Regions from separate parts of the Gossypium hirsutum genome. Here region 1 is linked to region 2. Evidence: chromatin contacts called from public Hi-C data. All regions are on one chromosome and are shown on one strand. The core of a region is the stretch at or near the end of the contact, and the rest is flanking DNA. Distances in the headings are between cores, read along the strand shown.

Evidence for each region. Hi-C and Micro-C count contacts between places; a contact is called where the count stands out from the background.
Region 1: a contact with region 2 is called in a Hi-C map of leaf, with 2.4 times the contacts expected there. The contact joins the promoter of LOC121204536 here to the promoter of LOC107946358 in region 2. A contact is called at or near these places in 2 of 34 Hi-C or Micro-C datasets (both in leaf).

The regions. Positions count from the first base shown.
Region 1 is chrA08:69,792,366-69,800,273 of Gossypium_hirsutum_v2.1, forward strand. LOC121204536 (molybdate-anion transporter) reads right to left here and starts at 3,285. Exons shown (of 8, transcript XM_041074537.1): 1 at 2,794-3,285; 2 at 1,720-1,864; 3 at 1,456-1,624; 4 at 817-1,087; 5 at 384-649; 6 at 95-310. The coding sequence starts at 2,944.
Region 2 is chrA08:68,801,701-68,808,479 of Gossypium_hirsutum_v2.1, forward strand. It overlaps LOC107946358, which reads right to left and starts at 4,099. Exons shown (of 5, transcript XM_016880654.2): 1 at 3,164-4,099; 2 at 2,860-3,065; 3 at 1,463-1,561; 4 at 482-571; 5 at 1-277. The coding sequence starts at 3,494. The coding sequence ends at 197.

The DNA of each region.
Region 1 (7,908 bases), core at 2,035-4,534, 990 kb after region 2:
CTTCAGGGGTAAACCGGCACAGTTAGTTACAGAGTAATAGGCGTGTGTCTACGGCATGATTAAATGAAGCTATCATATAGAGCCTATAACATACATTGTACAGCACAATGCAAACAAAGATATTGAGAGGAATGCGGAAGAAGTTCATAATTGTGCTCCTGGCCTCCTCCGGGATGTACTGGGATCTCATTTTCATGATGGATGGCCAGAATATCCCCACACAAGCCTCAAACGTACAGAAACCAAGAAGCTGGAGACAACCTGCAAATGAGATGCTTCCGCCTTTCACTTTAGAAGGTGCGACCAAGAACTGTTGCAATTTTACACAGTTAGGAATCACTTAATATAAAGGGGGAGAGAGAGACAGAGAGAGAGGGACATACATTGGTTATAATGGGAAGCATGAGAGAGACAGAGGAAATCACAAAAACAATCTGCATGTAGCTTTCTACCCTGGGTGATGAGCGAGCCATCAATCGAGAGGCAAGGGAGCTTCCCAGCATTGAAGCCAACATGAACGTGGCAAAGATAAAACCATGAGGGATCTCCTCATCATTGGGGCTCAAAGCAGGAGTCCAAAGGAACACAAAGGTGTACATTGAGCCTTCAAACAGAGACTGGATGGCACCCAGCAAAGCAATTTTTTCATCTGAAGTGCATGGAAGATTAGACTTAAGGGGGGGAGCAAAAAGGAAAGACAGAAAAGAATCAGTGCATGATGGAGGATGAGTGATAACATGAAAGTATTGGCCTGGAAGGCTAGAACATGTCATCATGATCAATGCATTGAGATTAAAAGTAAATACTGAACTCTACCAGAAGCTATTGCTACAGCAGCACCCCTAAACTGGGTAAGCAGGTCCTTATTTTCTGAGGCATCTCCATAATTTTCTGTCCATGATGATAAAATAATAGCCATCCCAATGGCAAGAAAGCATGCAGCAGCATCAAAAGGAGCCACTGGTCCAAGGGACAATGAACCAACAAGTAGGTTCCCAAACAACCCAGACAAAATGGCAATAAGACCATTGCCAAGAAATATTGCCTTCGAAAATGTTAATGACAACCATTGTTGCTCAAAGCCCCTCTGCAAAGATTAGAAGCACAAACAGAATTGTCAAAACATGATTAAATTTAAAGGATCTATTGACATTAATTGAGCTAAAGGCTCATAGAAGAATGTGGATAAACAGAACTAGATGGTTCGTGCTTTACCATCTGGGGAAACGATGATGGAAAATTTAAGAATTGTAGTATATTCCTATGTATCATGTACACTATGATAGATGTAAACTAAGTATTTCAACACTGTTGGGAAACAACCTGACAGGGAGCAACATACAGCATCTATAATACTAGAAATAATGGTGAAGGTCATAAGAGAATACATCTATAATGTTTATAAGTCCACCTAATAAGCATTAAGAGTAAAGGGGGATAGTTGAAATGCCTCACCTTATTATGTTCAGCAACAAGCCATGACTCAAATGCTGAAAACAGAAGAGACGTAGCAATACCTCCCAAAACACGACCTATCATCAAAACTTTGTATTCAGGAGAATGCTTGGTAATGCAGCTAAGTATGTAAGTTATGCAGTATGTAACGCACGCCCTCCTCCTGCCCCTGAATTGAAAAAATGAAGGTATTTTTGTATCAAGACAAGACATTTCATCCATAAAGCACAATATATCACAACAGAAGCCAAAGTAAAAGCTTACTGTTTGTCAGCTAGAGATCCAACAATTGTCCCAAACAACATGGAAGAGCCAAAACCAGCAATAAAAAGCTGTCCGATCTCCCCTTTTCCAAATCCATATGTACTGTACAGATAGTAAACATATGGACCCTGAAGCCAGTCTCCAGCTATTGACACATAACCATTTATTAGAACAGCAAGCTAGAATATGCCCAATTACCACAATATAAGAATGTTAATCTTTCACAATTACCAGAAAACATAACTACAGATATGATCATACCTCCGGAACAGATATCGTGCATTACACTAATGAAGCTACATGTTTATGATGCATATTAATCAAAGAAAGACTTGCTCAAGTGCTAACCTTTTTTTTTTTCACGGTATTGTCAAGTGCTAGCTTAACAGCAAATTTTGATACAATAAGTCAAATTACTGACCAGTTGCATCCCAAGGAGACAACTAGAAGCGCCATCACTCCTTCTATTACCAAGAAACTAATTCAAGGGTTTAATGCAACTTTATTTAGCTTTCAGCTAGTTTTACTATCTAAGGAAAAAAAATCTTAATGGGGCAGCGGCAGACTAAACTCGGCAGAAGTAGGACTTTACTCAAGCTCCAAGAAAATAGACTTAATTCTCAATTTTTTATTCAGGACCATCATCAATAAGAGGACCTAGAACCCAAGCAATAGCGACCTGTCTCCGACCCACCAAAAAAAAAAAAACCAAATCCATCGTCTCAACCAGAAAACAGAAACGGACTAAAAATCGACATACAACTTATTGGAAGTCATTTTCAAGTACCATTTCCTTGTCTTTTACAAGCTAAATCAAATGAATGAATCCCGTTTTCCATTTCCAAAGCAAATAGAAACAGTATTGTTCAAAGTAGTCATTAATGACAAGAACATTATCCACCAAAACGGGAAAAAATAACAAAAACTTGCAAATCTAGGAAATGGGCATCTAAATTCATTAAAAAAATCCACCAACAATAGATCAGATCCATGTTAATGTAAAAAAAAAAGTGAGATCCAAAGATAGAAATGGAAATCAGATCTGGGTAAAACAAAACGAGGGTAGTTAGTTACCCATCATGAGAGAGTAGACAAGAAGGTAATTGTTCTTGAAGGAATTGAAAGCAGGGGATGTGTTGATTCGGTCCTTGCTGGTCTTGCTTAGCTCTAATGTGGCCACCACCGCTCCCAATGCCCCGAACACGACGAAGTAGAACAGCTCCATTGCTGCTGCCTGGCCCTGCTACGCAAATTACTAGGAGAGACGCAGATAATAAAATAATGCTGTGAAGCCGAAGCCGAAGCCCAAGGCAATGCGTCTTCTGCACACTGGATTCTTTTTAGTTCTTTAAAAGGGAGTTAGATATGAGATATACCCAGCAAGAAAAGATGATGGATATTCGGTTTCTATTTCCTGCACATGCCTCTGCTTCAGTGGCTTCTTTTCGGAGTGTCCTTAGTTGTTGTACATTTGATTTAATCATTAAAAAGAGTGAGGTACAATGACGAGAGCGTGGGAGGTGTGAGAGAACTTGTGAGGATGAGTAAATATTGGATGAAAACCGCGAAAGACGAGCCTTTAACATTTGGGTCACTTTTTAGGTGGACCTTTTGGTTGTAGGTCCGACACGTGGCGGGACGTGGGTTGTCCGATATGAAGAGTAACAAGGAGGACATGTCGGTGGGTTAAGAGCATATGGACAATGCGCTTTGGATCTTCAAAGAGGATCAAATGAAGTGGGCCCCTTTAACCTTACCAAAATTGTCTGTGGGCCCTTGGATCACATTGTGGGTCCACCTACCGAAGATATTTATTTTCGTATCATTGTCTTGCCATAACAATGCCAAATATTAGATCTAACCATTCATATTTCAGATGAAAAAAAAACAAAAGAAGACCATTGATATTTCCACTAAGAAAATAGAAAAACAATATTCAATGTGTGGATGCTTTAGTTCAGTTAGGTAGTAATTTTCAATTACTAGTTGCCTCAGATGTTTTAATTTTTTTAACTTGTTTAGTGTGTGCTTAGGTGAAAATGTGGAGGAATAGAAAAAAAGGAAAGGAAAAGTGGAAAAAATGAATTTTGGGTCTACTTAGTAAGAAAGAAAGTGAGAGGAAAAAAAATAGTAGCGGATATTATTTTTCATCTTAATGCATAAAAAGTAATCATTTCAAATTGAAATAATAAGAGGAGAAAAATAAAAAAGATTTGCATATTAGTTCAAAATTATACATTTTTCAAATATTTTATTTTCTTTCTTTCCATTTTTCACATATACTAAACACACATATGGAAAAAATAATTATGTTTTCCATCCTTCTAGTTTTCTACCTATTCAATTTTTCATTTTTCCAATTTTCTTTCCTCTCAACCAAGCAAAGCTTTAATGTTTGTAATTCTCCTCCTACTAGCTTTAATCACCTTCTGCTAATTAATAAGCAAAAGTGCACTATGTATCGAATTTGATTCTTGTTTCCTATTCATGTTTTTAATCCAATTTAGATCACTTTTTCAATAAAAAATAATATGAAAAAAATTTTATATTGATCTTGAAAACTAAAACTATTAACATTCTTTAGAATAACGATTGATATTATTTTATTGCCACTTTTAAAGTTCTTTTATAAATTGTTAAAAGATGTTAGGGATAAACCTAAATTAAACAACGAACAAAAATGGTTAGAGAAAATTGGACACAAATATTTAAGTGAAAAAACTCCTTCGACGAAGAGGATAAAAATCCACAACAAAGAAAACTTCACTAGTCGGAAAATAAACTAAAAGAGTATAATGATGGAGAAAAATAAACCCTAATCCCTAAATAATACAAAGCTCTCTGACTAAGAAATGAAATTCCCTTAAAACTCTCTTTTATTGTGTTGTTTCAACAACTCTTCTAAGGTTGCTAAAGCCCTATTTATAAACTAAAATTTGTGAGCTAATATAATTAAAATATCCCTAGAGTTCTTAGATTTCAACTACGAAAAGATAGCATAGTTTAACTCGGAGAAGAAACCCGATCTAGTGGAGAACACGTTGCCATGTCCCAACATCTCGCGTCGTGTTGTCCCAACATCACCCGTTGTCATGACGTATCGTTGTGACTTCATCATTGACTTTGTTTTTACTTTAGTTTAACCCAAAAATGCGAGGCACATTTCACAAATCTCCACCTTAACTCGTATTTTGCCATGTCTTCTTTGTCGAGCCCCGTCTCAAGCCTAATTTGATGTTTACATGATACTAACCAAGTCCAAACAATAATTGAACTTGGAAACTGGAAGACTTTTAGTCATCATATCGGTTGGATTATTTTTTGTACCAATCTTATAAATCTAAATATCTCTTTGAGCAACACTTCTCGAACAAAGTGATACTGAATGTCTATGTACTTTGTTCTTTCGTGATACATCTGATCTTTAGTGAGATGTATGACACTCTATTACCACAATATACGGCAGTTTCTTCTTTTTTCTTAACCAACTCCCCGAATAGACCTTTCAACCAAATGACTTCTTTTACAACTTATGTGATTGTCATATATTCAACTTCAATAGTAGATAAAGCCACAGTGGCTTGAAGCATGGTTTCCAACTAATGGAACATTTTCCAAAAGCAAAAAGATATCCCATGAGGGATCTTCTTTAAGTCTAAATCTCATGCATAACCTGAGTCTACGTAGCCAACTAGTGTTGGGATTGTCGGTACTCCTCATGGCACAACAGAAAAAAATTTCGGCAATCCTCTACCATAGATCCATGTACGAGGAATGAAACGAGTTGAATAACTGAAAAGCGATGAAAGGATACTGCTGATTCAATGTCGATTCCAAGCCACAACGAAAACATCTCAACCTCTACATAGTCCACCCAGTATTAAAACAAACGACAAAAACTCTCCTGGAACTTTTCCAGAGAAAATCTCCCAAAACAACTGCTAGACCTTTTCTTATTTTCTTTTTAGAACATTCTTACCCTAATTCAAGACTTTTGGTATCCATATATTGAAAACAGAATAATCCTATAGATAACAAATGGAAAGCATTAAAATGTTATATTCTTTTCAAAAAGAATTATAACTACCATGTTTCAATGTTTGACCGAAATAATAATTATAATAATTTATTATAATAATTTTGGTAAACTATATTTTGTTAAAATTTTATGTGAATCAAATTCATATATTTATTTTAACTATGTTCTCTATTTGTGTACAACAAGCTTGTACATTTAATTTGTTTAATATTTAATTGTCAAATTAAATTAATTCAATATTAATTTAATTCATGTGATAGCTAACCATAATATCAATTGTGTTTGGATTTTATTCGTTTTAACCATAGGGTGTGACCTTGTAGGTTCTTATAACGTTAATATTAATACTAGAATATTTCTAATAATACAAGCAATGAGTGACATCTAGCAATGCATCATTGCTACCTAAGTTACAGGAAGTCGTAATTCAACATAACCTTTCTATGATAAACCTTTCATGTATTACATCCTTTTGTCCTTTATATCTACATTGGACACAAGTCATGGAACAGTCACACTTGCATAAACCAATCTTATGTTTCTTGATATCTTGAGTAGACTACAATAAACAAATAAGTATGATATCTCATATTAACTTATTTGAGCATGGTCATACATTTCTAGTCTCACTTAATCAAGTGGTCTAAGATATTACTCCCATTATGTAGGAGGGACAAATCCTATATTGATCAACCATATCCCTCTACATAGATTCTGGCATATCCAACATCAATCTTTTCAGTACAACCTGTTACGGAAGATGTTTGACTGTATCAAAATATACGACTCACGATGTTAGGATAATGATGATCTCAAGTTTGAGAATCGTATACATAGTTATCACAATGAGTAATGTTGTGACTATTACATAATAATCCAATAAACATACTCATAGTGGGTTAATCTAATATTTTGTTCTCTAACACATACTCATGTATTGATTTGTCATCAATCAAGTACACATTAGTCCCAATGCATTATTGTTGTCTAAGCCTACTATAATGCATACAATAATACTTGAATAAGGACCTTTTAAGAAAAATCATATTTTTTCTCAAGACTTTATTACAATTCAGTTTATTTAAATTGAAAAAGAAACTGAAATAACAATGGCAATGCCTTATATTAATAAACAATTAAAACAAGTATATAATTACAATCATCTCATGATTGGTCTTGGGGAATACTATAACAACTAGACCCTCTAAACTTCTTCAGAACTCTAAACGAGTATTTGATGTCCTCCTCAAATATCTAAGAATCCACTTAACTACTTGCCAGTGTAATTTTTCGGGTTTAGCCATGTATCTTCTTACAACACTAACAGCATGTGAGATACTAGGATGAGTGCAAACCATTTGTACATCAAACTTCTGGCTACACTAGAGTAGGGAACCGATGACATGAGGACACAGGCTAGGACACGATCGTGTGTCCCTAGTCCAAATGTTACACGGCTTGAGACACGGGTGCGTCTCTCAGTTGTGTGAGGCACACGACCGTGTGACCCCTGCAGTCTAATTTTTCTAACCTTTTCTTAGACTTTCCAAATGTTTCCAATTTAGTCCCAAATTGTTTCTAAGGTGTTTTTAGTGCCCCGATGGCTCAATTTAGGGACGAAATGTATATGAATGGTTGTTTTATATTATGTTTATCATGATGTATGAAATGAATGTTTAAATATTCCATTTATACAATAATGCTCTGTAATCCTAATCTGGCGACGGTTACGGGTTGGGGATGTTACACAGTCCATGCAAAAAATAATATATACTTCAGTTCTCAGCAATCTTCTATCTCTAAGAACTTGTTCGAGTTTCAAAGGTAGTGCAGAAAATTCCTCCCTAAAAATAAAATTTCCTAAGTACTCACGTGTGCTTTCTGGCCATAGCAAACATCTCCTAATTTACTCAATTCATTTGTTACCTAAACTCAACTTACTTTGAAACCCTTGCTTTAAGCCTACTCAAAATATTTACTTATATTTTTTTCTCTTCTATTTTTTTCCTTTCAAAGCATATTAGGGGATTTAGCATGTGACAAAATTCTTTGACTTGATACTCATAATGGAGCATACACTAAATTACCTAATACTCAATCATGTCACAATTTGTATAGAAATCACTCTTGAAGCTAAGCCTTTTAACTGA
Region 2 (6,779 bases), core at 2,849-5,348:
ATGATATTCCATGAAACAACAAGCAATATAAAGAACAGTAGAAATTAACGTTCAGTACAAGTCTAGGGATTCTAGAACCCGACGGGCTTGAATGTGGAGAGCTGTCAATCTCTGCTCTGGATCAAGAGTTGAGCCGAACTGACTAGCAGCCCATATCAACGAAGCAGACTTTTCACCTAAAAGTCGCCTTACCTCTTCATGAATGGTTGCTATGGGAGACCTTTCCCTCCCATTTACATGCCCAATGAGTAGAAGCAAGAACTCTCCACATTTCAATCTGATCAGCAGAACAATCTTTCCTTTTCAGTATTAATGAGACATGGTATTGCATTAAAAGGACAAAAAAGAAAACCCGGAGATCATGTAATCTACATGAATAACCTAATTCATTTCCACTGGTTTATCACATGGGATACAATAAAAGAAAAACAAACAAGAGCATCAGAAAAAGAGAACAAAGCCTTGAAATAAATATCCTCACCACTATTTTCAAGTACCTAAGATTTTCATCCACTTGCTTGTCTCGTATGAGCTCTGCAACTTCCTCAATGCCATTACATGCTTCAAAATCCTGGGATGCAATAGCACAAACATTATGCAAATACAACGAACAAAAGAACAAATGAAAGACATCATTAACCAGAAACCAAACAAAAACAGTCAGGGGATGCCTCATTTCGGCTACAAAGTTTAGAATAAAACCTCAGCTCAACCACGAAAGATACATTCTTATGGTACTCACCTGAGTGTATCCAATACTTGCTAAAATATTTCTGTTTTATGACAAACTTGGTATCCACGAACCTATACAATGGAAATGGCAGGAGACTGGTGTAAATCTAAGTACCTAATTATAACAGCTGTTGTGTGTCATTCTTGCTTAAAGGAACAACCTTTCAAGAGGATTTTGACTAGCTGATAGGAGACCAATTTGCTTCCTATAAGCCTATAGTGTTAATCTTGTTGAATGCCTGGAAGTCACCAAGTCTTTCACTTGTTAAAAACTGATAAGGCCTGGAGAGAACTTGAGATTATTTCTTCATAAAAGAAACAAAACGAAGTGGATACCAAGTAAAGTTGGGCTATTTTTTCTTCTCCTAGACAAAAGGAGAAGGCTGCAGAAGAACGCCTTCACTATAATTTACTAATGCTGGTGAGCTAACACTCCTTGAAAACTTAACTTCTTTAAGGATTAAGACAGAAAAGAGGATTTACAAATGGCACAAACAAATTTAAAGAGTAATTGTCCAAGCTGAAACAGATATCAAGGTTATGCAACCATGATGATGCAGGAATACAGGTTCATGAGACAGTAGCATTAGCATTAGAATACTGAGAGCTGTTAATAAAAGTTGGCAGCCAAAAAGGAAATTGAAATAAACCAACAGACTATAAGTTGAAACAAAAGCATTAGTAAGTTTAGATATATAACACATTCCACAGCCAAAAAAGGATAAAATACCATTTGATTGGCTGACGAATCCAACAGTATCGAGATTAAAGCATCCAGGCATGCACCTTGTTCAAGAACTCCTCGAGTTGACAAAACATTCATCAAAACCTGTATCATATCAAGCAGTCAAGGATTATACTACACATTATACTATATAACTAAAGACCGAATACTTTGCACCATTCTTGAAACATTTTTGTCCACTCTTGTGAAATGATATTACCAAATTCTGAGTACAATAAAAAGATATATCATGGTACTTAATAATTAATAATTCACATGACTAAACAGTTGGTTCAGTTAGGCGTATGCTTCCCCCTACTCAAAAAGAGTTGAGGTCAACTTCTCCCTCTTCCACATAAAAAAATCCAATAACAATAATCCACTACATTTATATTAAGCATAGAATATTCTAATTATATGTTTTTCTTTCCTTGAGTCAATAGTAACAACCTTTAAGTTTATTTTGTTTCAAAAGGCTTGTACTGTTTATTGAGGGACACAAATTTAAATTCAGTAGATTATTCTATGCTCAAGTAAAAGCTAAAATTAAAACTTAGCATATATTTGCAAAAAGGTTGAATGCATGTATTAACTGTAAATTTTAACCACCACAAAATTCCAAATATATACATATATATTTATATAAAACTAGTCAGCCAAAATATTCACTGCCTATTATAGACTATAACAAATTTATTCAAGACAACTATAATGAATTGAACTAGTTATTTAATAAATGTTTAGAAGAAATTTGTATCCATAAGCATATTATTGTTGGCAACGGATGAGGAAATGCTGCTGGTTGAAACCTATTCCAAAAAATAAAGTGGTTAAATGTAGGCAAATTGCAGCTATGAAACAACACACTGAAGGGGCGTTTGGTTCACAAAATCCTACATTCCTGATGACAATATAAAAAGCCGGAATTACATTCCCTCTATCGAGCAGGTAATCTTACATTCCGAACAGAGCTAAAATTCAGTAATATAGGGGAAATCTCAATAATACCTCTTCCTTGAGTAAAGTATGATTCCAGGGTAATCTCAATACATTCGTGGAGCATATATAAGTTTAATTTGCATGCTAATGATGGATAAAATTGTTTCAACTTCTTTCCTTATACATGTTAAAAAAAAAAAAAAAGAAGAAGCAAATTCTATAACAAGGACAGGTGAATGTAATATATCCGATTAGTGCTAAGTAATCTTACATTTGGATAATTCCCTTACTAAAGGTAAGCTTCCATTCCTTGAACCAAACGCCCCTTATGGTTTTGTTTTAAGATAATTTGACATGCTCAAAACTACATTCTACAATGGTATCTAATGTTCACTTTTCAATCCTAGTTCACATTTCCCATCAACCAGAGATTTGTCAGTCATTCACGAAAGCAATCTAATTACCGGGATGGCTTTGTGTTGATGGGCCAAACGAGTACTTTCAGGGTGAAGTAGACAGCAACCTTCCAAGACTCTAAGCGCAAGAGCAACTTCTGAATCCGTGGAAGGACTTTTAACCTTCATTGGCTCCACGCTGAATATGTGATCCAAGCTTCCCAACTTTTCATCCTCTGTTTCTTTAAAGGAATGCTCAAACAACAGCGGAACCACTGCCATCAAGAGACTCATAATTCACACATAAAAAAAATAAGAGAATAAAAACCGACAGATTCTTTAGAGAAAAATAAAAGATTTAAAGATCATGAACCTTGGAGGTCAGGGATGGACTGGGTTTGGGAAAAGAGAGTGATGGAGGAGTCAGACTGCGCTATGGATCGGAGGGATTTAAGGAGGAAACGAAGGCCACGGACTCGAAGGAAAGAGAACTCGGCGCGGACGTCGCGCAAGCCAGTGCGGAGAGCGAGGGTGACTTCTCTGTAGATTCGTTGCTTGTTGAGAGAGTTAACAAGTTCTTCAACCGCACTCGTTGCAGCAGCCGCGGCAGCCTCTGTTTCTGGGTCTCTTGGCAATGACGATGATGGAGATGGAGGTTCGTTTGACTCTGTTCTCTTGCTCCATAATGGTTCTTTCAAATTCATCTGTGTTTTTTCTTTTTTTTTCAACAAAAAAATGTTTTCTATTGAATTTGAAAATCTCTAAAACTTTCCTTCTGGTCCTGTTTGGTTTAGAGGAAAATTCGAGGAGGAAATTTTGAGGAGGAAAATAAATAATCTTTGTGTTCCGTTAAGAGTTAAAGACGGAAAAATATATCTTGCACGCTCTCACCCAAAAAGGAAATAAAAATGATCAAAAGAAAAAAGAAAAAAAAGGGAAACAAAACTATGTCGTTTAAGCTGATCGAAAACCTAATACATAAAGAGGGTGAAAGTACGTTAGAGAGTGGTTCAAATTACCGCTATCAAATATTACCAAAAAAATAATTATAGTTATCTAAGTATCATGCTACTTCGGCTAAAATCTAAATCTGAAAATTGGACTTGAATATTGTTAATGCAAATATTAGATAAGACGGAGGCTGTGATGTTATTAATTGATTCACTCTGTTTAAGATGAGGCGACAAGTTGATTGTTCTAGCGGTGAATCATGAAGGGAGTAAGCTCTCTCATGGAGAGTTATGGAGAAAGATGAAAAATAGATAAGCTTGGAGAAGAAGACCTTTTGTTGTTTCATTGTCTCCTTTTTATCTTAAGGCCTTGGTAATGATAGCCTAGTATATTTAGATTGTCATAGGATTACAAGGGATAAGACCCGTGGGTCCCTTGACATATTTTATATATATAATGTTTTATATTCATAACAATTGCCTTCCAATTGAGGTAGAGGTTATAAAGTAACATTTATCCAAGACAAAAGTATGAGCAAAGCCTCAGTGTTGTATGTTACACACATTTTTATGAACGGTTTCAATTTCTCATACTAATAAAGGGGTTACCAATTTTGTACCGACAACCAGTTATAAGACTGCTTAAATATGAGTGAGGCATTGGTCGACATATATTGCTTGCGCAAATTAAAATTAAAATATAAATATGTGCATATTTTTATTAAATAGGTGAAGGGTTGGCGATGAGTGTCAATTATCAAATTACACATATTCGATACTATTGAAAGTGTATGAATATACTAATCGAGCAATATCCACTTTGGGGTGTCTGCTTTGTAACTTTACAAAATTAAGTTAAGTGCCTTATGAGAGTCTAGAAGTAGTTATATTAAACTTAGCGATCAATTTCCTCTCGGTGTCTACTTTATAACTTTGTTGAATTTATTTAAGTGCCTTAAGAGACTAGAAGCAGTTCTTCTATTAAATTAGCAAGCAATCTCCTCTTGAGGTGTTTGCTTTGTAACTATGCAAAATAAAGCTAAGTGCCTTATGAGGCTATAAGTGGTTCTTCTATTAAACTTAGTGAGAAGTCTCCTCTTGGGGTGTTTACCTTATAACTTTGCAAAATGACATGTCGTAATTTGATACGTCAAATTAGGCTCTCCTCAACACTCAATGAGCTTATTCTCAAGCAATTTACAAGTCATTTACATACTTTTGTTGACTTTTAATCTTTATCATTAATAATAATCTTTTTTAGTTTTACCCCTTTTAAGACCAAAATTGGCAAAATGGTGTCACGGGGAACCTAACGATGTGTTTGAGTTAGTGTAGGGAGACGACAATGGCCCAACCTTGAGGAAACAACATTCAACGTAGGTATTGTGACATTGATGCTATGGATGTTACAAAGTCAAGTCCCTTTGCCTTGAGGGTACAAGACTTCTTAACTTTAGTTGTGTTTACTTTCCAAAGCATAAAAATCTTAACTTTAGTTGTGTTTCCACCTCCATTATTATTTCCATCATCTTCTTCAAAGCATCCATCAAGAAATTCCTAAGCTTCCTCTAACCTTTCTTTTGTCTTTATTTTAATGAACTATTTAAGCATGTGTTTGACTATTATTTGCAAGATGATAATGAGTGGTAACTAAATTTATGGTGGTTGGTTGATGGAAATGTCACTTGACTAGTTTTTGGTACAGAGACTAAATTGTAAAAATTAGACTAAATGGAATAAAGTTCAAAACTTAGAATTGACGACTTTAGGTGAATATTTAGGTAGGTGATGTTGGATCTGGTGCCATAAGTGTAGTGTATTCTTTTTTAAACCTGTAATTTTTTCGAACAGATTGGTTAATAAAATAAATTATATAAGGGCTTCATCACAATGAGTCGTAAAAGTGCCGCCCCAAACATATTTTTCTTCATCATCTTTACCATTCTTCACTGCCACTGCCTCAAAACCCATGTTTCTTTAATTTTTCTTTAGTTATTGGACTTTAGTCTTCCGTTCTTATCTATTTGCTTGCCATTCTCGGATTGAAACAGCCCATTATTTAGTGCTTCAACCCTCTTTAGCAAATTTACCCACGGTGGTTGACGTGGAATCACAGTAACGCTAATGCGACAACAGCAACAAATATCCGGTGATATAATGATCTTCTCTAAATTTAAATGTATATTAGCATTGAATTTTTATTTTAATAAATAGATTGGCGAACTGGGAAATTTATTTGCATCAATAGTATTGGGTTTATTAGCTGTTGAAGTTGGAATATAGTTAAGCATGCCTCCTCACAAATGACCTACGTCTCGTTGAATCGAGGAACATGATGTTCCCATGAACCAAGGAGATGATTTGTCTCCACCGACGCCGTTACCTGAGCTGGCTTTTGTGGATAAACCACGAATTCTTGAACGTGGCTTCAATTTTGCCACTCAAATTTTCACGATCCTATAATTACAAAGATTGATCGCTTACGGTGGAACACTTTTTTCCGGCATCCTCAGAAACCAACCGTTATATCGATTGTCTAGGAATTCTATGTGAATTTTTGGAAAGCACGAGACAATAAAGTCTCTATGAAAGGCATGTACGTAGATGCCTCTCCTGTTGCAGTCGATGGATTTTTTATATTGATTCTATATTATCTATGAAAACTGTAATGCCCCCACGCCCGAAACCGTCGCCGGAGTCGAGTATGAGGTGTTACTAAGCTTAATTTAACATTTTTAGAACTTTGGATTATTTGTTTCTACATTCACAGCTTTTAAGCTACTTGCGTCACAGTCACAAGAAAAATCATATCTCGAGTTACGAAACTCGAAATCAAGATCCATAAATTTTCCCTGAATCTAGACTTATATACCTATCTACTAATTTTTTTATAAAATTTTTGGTGGGGCCAATTAGTACAGTTTATTAGTTAAAGTTACCCCTGTTTCAGGACTTGACTGGTCTGACCTCTGTTTACTACGAACCACATTTCTCTCTTTACAAAATTCATATGACTATGAGGTTTGTTTCTCCTAAAAC